Regions from separate parts of the Oryctolagus cuniculus genome. Here region 1 is linked to region 2. The links are chromatin contacts, called in public Micro-C maps. All regions are on one chromosome and are shown on one strand. Each heading gives the region's core, a stretch centred on a gene start, on an enhancer-like site or on the middle of the called end of the contact. The rest is flanking DNA. Distances are from core to core; before and after follow the strand shown. Region 1 holds the start of MYOM1 (myomesin 1). Region 2 holds the start of LPIN2 (lipin 2).

Region 1 (3,382 bases), core at 572-3,071, 210 kb before region 2:
AGCCACAACAATACAAAAGTTGCACTTTGTAAATTCACATTTATTAAATGAATTAAAAAAAATATAAAAAAAAAATGCTCTCTCTCCACACACCAAGGGCAGCCAGAAGACTTTTCAGGACTAGGAACCCAGAAAGAGATTTTGAAAAACCTACATAATCCATAAAATAGGGATAATCCATGCTAATATATACTTTCGATTGCTTTACTTAAAAAACCCAGAGTCCACCATTTGTAAAATGGTAATAAATATAAAATAATCTAGAGTTTTTGACAGAACAAACGATACTATTTCAGGAAATATGATATGTTCGTTAATGAAAAACTCCCATTTTAGCAAGCATGTGGCAGCATCCAGAATTTGGTCCGCTTTCCAAATCCGGACCAAATCTACCATCTCAATCCATTTTTTTTTTTCAAGATAAGTAATTTTTAGCGCTAACTACAATTTTTTAAAGTTAGTTTTCAGGTTGGTGCTTCTGGTCTAACTAAACCAAGTTTTCACATCTTATTCAAACTTCCGGTTGGGAGTAGGACCAGTTCTCTAAGACTGCCACACCCTAAAGTTCTTACCACTAGACAAAGTAACTCTTACCAAAGTGCTTCCGGACCACAAAACAGATAACAGCAATTTTAAGAAATATTTGCCTTCTTCATGTTTACATGTGAAACTTTTTGCATTTAAAAAGCTAATATCTAATCTGAACGCGTACTTCTCTTCCAGTTCGCTCAAGAACAGACACACGCTTTCATAAACGACACTTCTTTGGAGAACTGACTTAGCCCTGAGTCTACACCCAAGACATGGTATTGCATTTTGGAGTTTTTGCCCGAGCCGCAAACTAAACCCCAAGCCCCTTTTTGTCCATATATCACTTAGCAAAGTCCCGATTACGGGTGCCGAAATCCAAGTTGAGTTCCAGACGCACTTGCACAGCTGCAGCTAGGGGAACAGTGGGCTCCGTTTTTTGCGCAAACGCTCTGGAATCGGGCAAATTTACGTTAGAAGCTAAACATAGTCCCGGAGTCAGCGCCCTGGGTCTCGGGTTTCGCGGGCTCGGCAGTCGCCCAAGCTCAAGGCGCCAGCGAGCTAAGCCACATTTCCCGAACTCCCAAGTTTGGGCACAGGAGCGAAGTGAGAGTCGGGGCCACTTCCGCCTGCGGCCTTCCATCCCGAAGCTAGCCCCCGGCTCGTAACCGGGAGTCCGGTTGGTACACCTGTCCAGGTGCCCTGCCGGAGCCGGAGAACCACGGCGGACGGCCGCTGCTGTCGCAGCCGCCCCGCAGAGACGAGCGCACGAGCTGGGTCTCCCGCGCCCTCCCGCGAGCACCACTCACCCTACACACGCGCGAGAACCAGAGAGCCTCGGGGAAGCGTTCGCTGCGGCCACCACCACCTTGCCACACGGAGAGCAGCTACAAGCCAACACTTCCGGCCTTTGCTTTGCAAACCGGAAGGAAGCCCAGTCACCATTCCTGGCCGACAGAATGGGCCTGACTTAACACAAGGGTAACCGGGAGGGAGGTGGCCGGTGTGATTGATAGCAGGCGCAATATTGACCGAGTGCGCGGGAAGCAAGTATAAAGCGAGCGACTTAGAAAATAGAGGGTGTGTTCTGGCTCGTTGGATATAATTCCCGAGTTTTCTCGTTTTTTTGTAATTCTTCTTGCAGTGGAACTCTCCGTCCCCCCCTCGGGTCGGCGGATGGTTGCGTCTGTCCTGTGGCTTGGCCTCTCGGCACATTCCAGGGCGCGGCGAAGGGCGGGGCCCGCTAGCCCAAGTCCTTGTAGGGAAGTCGCGGAGCGGCCCGCGGAGCCCACGTGACCAGCCTTGCCACGCCTCCGGGCGCTAGTGCGTCTGCGCAGCGACGCCCCGTGGGGCGTCCGGGAGCCCGCCTGGCCGGTTCGGAAGTTTGCTGGTAGCCGGGGAAGGGCGGCTTTGCGCGAGCAAGTTCATCTCTGTAGGGTTGCTTTAGGAAGAATCCCACCCGTTTCTCACAGAAGACGTTGTGAAGTGTCGGGGGCTGTCAGGGACCCACCATCTTTGTGGCTTGGGCGACTTCATAGGTCACGAGTGACTGAAGACTGACTTCCTCTTCGGAAACTCGCAGGTGTTTTTGTCCTGCCCGAGCCGCTAGACCCTGATTAACCAGGAGAGGCTGACTTGGATCCGGCTAGGCAGATGGGCAGCTCCTGCCCTACCTCTCACTACGACGAAGCCTAGCGGCTTGGGTGAAAATAGGGATAAAATGTCGGGCCCGTTTTTCCTCAGCTCTCCTTGCCTAGGACGGCTTTCCGGCTTTCAGAAAGGCCTCCCCCGGTTCTGTCATTTTGCGTGCAGGGTCGGTGTGGACTGCACAGCTGCGTGCCCCCCTCACCTGGGAGCAGAGGGACCCGGATGCGGAGTGTGCAGATCGTCAGCCTAGCACCGGGTCCAGTGACATAGTTGAGCGCACGTTGCCAGAACGGTTCTGAAGTTTGGGTGCCCTGTAGCCTTCCCCCTCAAACCCGGCCCTCCCTTGAATCATGCTCCTGAGAAGGGAACGCTGCTCTAAAGGTTGCCGAGTAGGATACTCTAGATATTCGTCAGATCCAGTTTCTTTCTTGGAGGAAGGTAATTATTCCGAATTCTGTAAGCGACTGAAACAGAGGTGATTAGTATACTTCCTTGGAGTACAAGTGAACACCACAAATAATTGAGTCGTTCATCCCCAACCCATTGAACCAGAATCCTCAAGGGCAGGTTCTGGGAAGTCATCGATTTAATAGGAGTCCCAAGTGGCCGACTCATCGAGGAAGGTAGGGACAGCCCGAGGAAGGGCGGCCGCCTGCAGTGCGTAAACACGTCCACAGGGTGGCGGCCTGCCACCAGCGAGAGTGCGAGCCTTCCCCGGCCCTGCTGGCCTACGGGAAAACAACTTGAGGCCGGAGTAGAGAAAAGTCGGTTTGGTTTTCCCCTCAGCTTAAAAGCAATGTTCTGTTTGGCTTCTTTACAATTATTAAACGGCAGCTGCTGTGCCGAGCACGGTGGTGGGGATTGTGGTTTGTGCTTTTTGAAACAGAACGTGGTGGTAGTCGCTGCCTCTGGGATGCGGTGGAGGGGTGGGGGCGTAAAATAGACGGCGGGTGTTGGAACACTGCAGTGCAATTAGGTCAGGCCTACTGAGGGAGCACAGAGGAGGAAAGACGTCTGGGGACTTGTGGAAGGTGTCCCCCGAAGGACAACTAATCCTAGAAGTCGGTGGGGAGGGCAAGCAGCGGGCCGGGCTCTCTGGAGGTGGGTAGAGAGCTGGGTGGCTGAAGAGTAACGGGAATTGTGCACCGTGTGATCGCTGATTTTTTCATTCCTCTAGCAACTTCGGCTATACAAAGGGCAGAAAGCC
Region 2 (3,281 bases), core at 99-2,598:
GTGGGACGTCTGGGGCTTTCGGAACGATGCAAGGAAGGATGAAGCTTGGCAGGACATTCCCCTCTTAGGCAGCAGATTCTGCAAAAAGCCCAAGAGAAACAGGGAGAGTCTAGGCAGGAAGAATGGAAGGGCAGACGGAAAACAAGCAGTAAGGACCTGCTCCAGATTTCAGGCATCGAGTTAAATCAGGCACCTTGTAGGTAGGTGTTTTGAATCCTCCAAACGCTCCTGTGGGAAACGCATTATGACTTCTATCTTGTTGAGATAAAATTGAACATTGGTTCTTTCTCTTTCATTCCACATCTCCACGGGGGAGTAAAATGCTTTGAACGTGGAGGGGGTTGTTTTTACTTCACTTATGAAGCCAGGTGAAAGCAACATGAGGAAACTTCCTCTGTGGGCTTCAGCCAAGGCAATCACCTATCTGTAGGGCCTTGGCCATGGTTGGGGAAAAGCCTGGTGGAATTCCAAAGAAAAGCCCAAGGAACTAGGGTATGGAAGTGATCACCTGTGGTGGGAGCAGGTCCCCCCCAGGGCCCAGCACAGACCAGGCACCCCGGGAAAAACTGTGTTGGGGCTGGGCCCATCTCAGAGAAGCACACTGAAACATGAACTGGCATTTAAAGTTAGCACACCCTTCCATTTGTAACTTTCAATGATAGAATGAACTAGAAGAGAGGAGTTAGATGCCTCTAAAAAAATAACAAGGGGACAGCAATGATCAGCACTGGCTGTGTAAACGTATTGAAATTCAAAACGTATTGGCTGTACCCCGGATATGTGTTAATAGAAATGTATAAAAAGCCTTATGAAATGCAAAGCGATTAAAGATATATAAAAAATAAAATAGCTCGCAAAAGGATAAAAAGCAATACATGATAATCCATTGCTTTTAGTACGTTTTAAAAAGGTGTTTATATGATTGGGGAGGGCTAAGCAAACGAGCAGATGATCTACTGGCGATCAAAAGATTTTATAATGTTTTATAACATGAGTGTTATATGATTTTATGCCGTTTTACATTCACGCCAAAGACCTTTTTTGCACTTTACTCGTTTTTTCCGGCAGTTGGGCTCTAAGTCCCACGTGACGCGCCGCACGGTTGTCATGGGAACCACAAGAAACTTTTTTAAAATATAATACTGCTCCTGTCGCTGCAGGCAGGAAAAAATCGCGGCTCCGCCCTCCCAGGCCAGGGCCGCGGAGCAGCGCCCAGAAACCGCACGTGCCCCGGGCCCCCGGGGAGCCAGGCGGCGAGGGCGCTGCGCCGCAGGGAGGGGGAGGCGAGGCGCGCGTCACGTGGCCGGGGCGGGGCCTGCGCGCCGCCCTCCCTCCTCCCGTCCGGCCGCCGCCGCCGGGTCTCATTCATGAGAGCCGCCTGGCTCGGCTGCGGCCCAGGCGGCTCTCGAGACAGCGGCGGCGGCGGCGGGCGCCCCGGACCCGCGCGCGCCCCCAGCCGGCCCCGCCCCTCCGGTCGCCCGCGAGCCCGCCCTCCCCGGCGGGCTCTCGCCGCAGCCGTCCAGCCGCCGCCTCCCCTCGGCCGGCCGCGGGCGCCGGCGCGGCCCGGGAGCCGGGGAGCCGCCTCAGGTAAGCGGGCACGGGCTGAGGTCCTCGCGTCCCCCATCGCTGGGCGGACTCCCGGGGCGGCTGTGACGGGGCTGCGCGGGAGGGCCGGCGGGGGGCTCCCTCGCGGCGCGGGCCGGGACCCTCCGAGGCAGCGCGCGCGGCCGGGCCGCCCCTCATCCCCATCCCCATCCCTGACCCGCGCCACGTAGACGCGGCTCCAGTCGCCGCCGCAGGACGAGCTGGCGGGGTGTGTGGAGCTAGGAGGAGGACCACGCACCCCCGGAGGCATGCGGGTCCGCGCCGCCGCTCGTGGGGTCGGTCACCTGAGACGCTCCCGCCCGGGGTCTCTGGCGCGGAGGTGCGAGCTGCGGCCGATCGGGGAGCGCCTGGAAAAGCCCGTGGGCGGCAGGGGCCCTAGCGCGCTGGGCCCGGGGCGAGCGGGGGCCGGCGGGGAGCTGTTATTTCCTCTGGGCGGGCGGTCGCGGGCCCGGCGCCTCCTCCCGGAGTCTGCAGATCGGATTCGGGGTGAGCGGTTTTCGCAAACCCCCAGACCCCGCGGCAAAGCTTCAATTGTACCGAACGTGCGGAGATAACAGTCTGCACCTAGGGCTCTCTCTCCCCTTTGGACGCGGAGGAGCCCCATTTTCCCCAGTCACTCGAACAAATTAAGACGATTCGCATTGAAAATCCGGGGTGACATTTTGAAGGCATAATTATGCAAAACTAGACCAGAAAGATCACCCTTCCTTTCAGAAAGTACTGGAACTCTGAATACTTGGAAAGGCTCTGAAGGATTGCTTAACGAGCGGCCAGACTGATTTTTGATGCACATTTGGGGCTTGTTTTCCAAATTTGTGGATTGTTTTTCATTGAATACGAGCCCCTCTTTGTTGGTGTGAAGCCAGGCCCTGCCGAAGTTCTTTGCCCCCAGAGAGATGCTGGCCTTAACACCTATTAAAATTAGGCCTGCCTGATTTATTATATTTTTACAATGCAATGTCAGGTTTGAAGTGCATTTTCAAATATTTACCATCTGTTTAGTAGCCCATAATATATGGCTTATGTGTTGCTGGTGTGGTATGAACAAGTGGCTTGAATGAAAAGCATGGTGGGCGATGCTGGAGCGGGAAGCTGGGGAGTGGGCACTCAGGTCGAGGCAGACACTCAGTCCTTGGTGGGCTGGTGCACCTACTGAGCATCCTCACCTTGGCCAGACCCTGCAGAGTGTTGGACTGGGTGGATGGCTTTTCCCCTCCCATTAAGTGAGAAGTTGTTGATTGTAGTACAATTTCAGTATCCCTTGCCCCAAATTCTTGGGACCAGAAGTATTATTTTCTCATTTATTTTCAGATTTTTGAATATTTGAATATAAATCATTGAGCTGTTTTGCGAATGGGACCCAAGTTAAGCATGAAGTTCATTTATATTTCTCATATATATATATATAACCTAGGTAATTTTGTACAGTATTTTAAATAATTTTGTGCGTAATCCAAAGTTTCATGGAGCAGAATTTTCTACCTGTGCTATCATGTCAACACTGAAAGTTTAGAATACTGGAACATTTTTGGATTAGGGGTGTTCAACCTGCATCTCAGACTGAAGTATCTCGATATACAAATGTTGGTGGGAACCTTGTAGAATTCTAGAAAGGAAACAACAGCTTCTGTTTTAATTTTTCCTAGCACGGTTAAGAGTCAGCAGAGAAACGTTAG

What was found. Hi-C and Micro-C count contacts between places; a contact is called where the count stands out from the background.
Region 1: a Micro-C map of ear pinna shows a contact between it and region 2, with 10 times the contacts expected there. The contact joins the promoter of MYOM1 here to the promoter of LPIN2 in region 2. A contact is called at or near these places in 4 of 6 Hi-C or Micro-C datasets (ear pinna, embryonic fibroblasts, skin fibroblasts and 1 more).

What each region holds. Positions count from the first base shown.
Region 1 is chr10:60,135,943-60,139,324 of mOryCun1.1, reverse strand. MYOM1 (myomesin 1) reads left to right here and starts at 1,821. Exons shown (of 37, transcript XM_070050417.1): 1 at 1,821-2,613. LOC100346112 (myosin regulatory light polypeptide 9) reads right to left here and starts at 1,761. Exons shown (of 4, transcript XM_070050419.1): 1 at 1,338-1,761.
Region 2 is chr10:59,925,027-59,928,307 of mOryCun1.1, reverse strand. LPIN2 (lipin 2) reads left to right here and starts at 1,348. Exons shown (of 20, transcript XM_051851363.2): 1 at 1,348-1,587.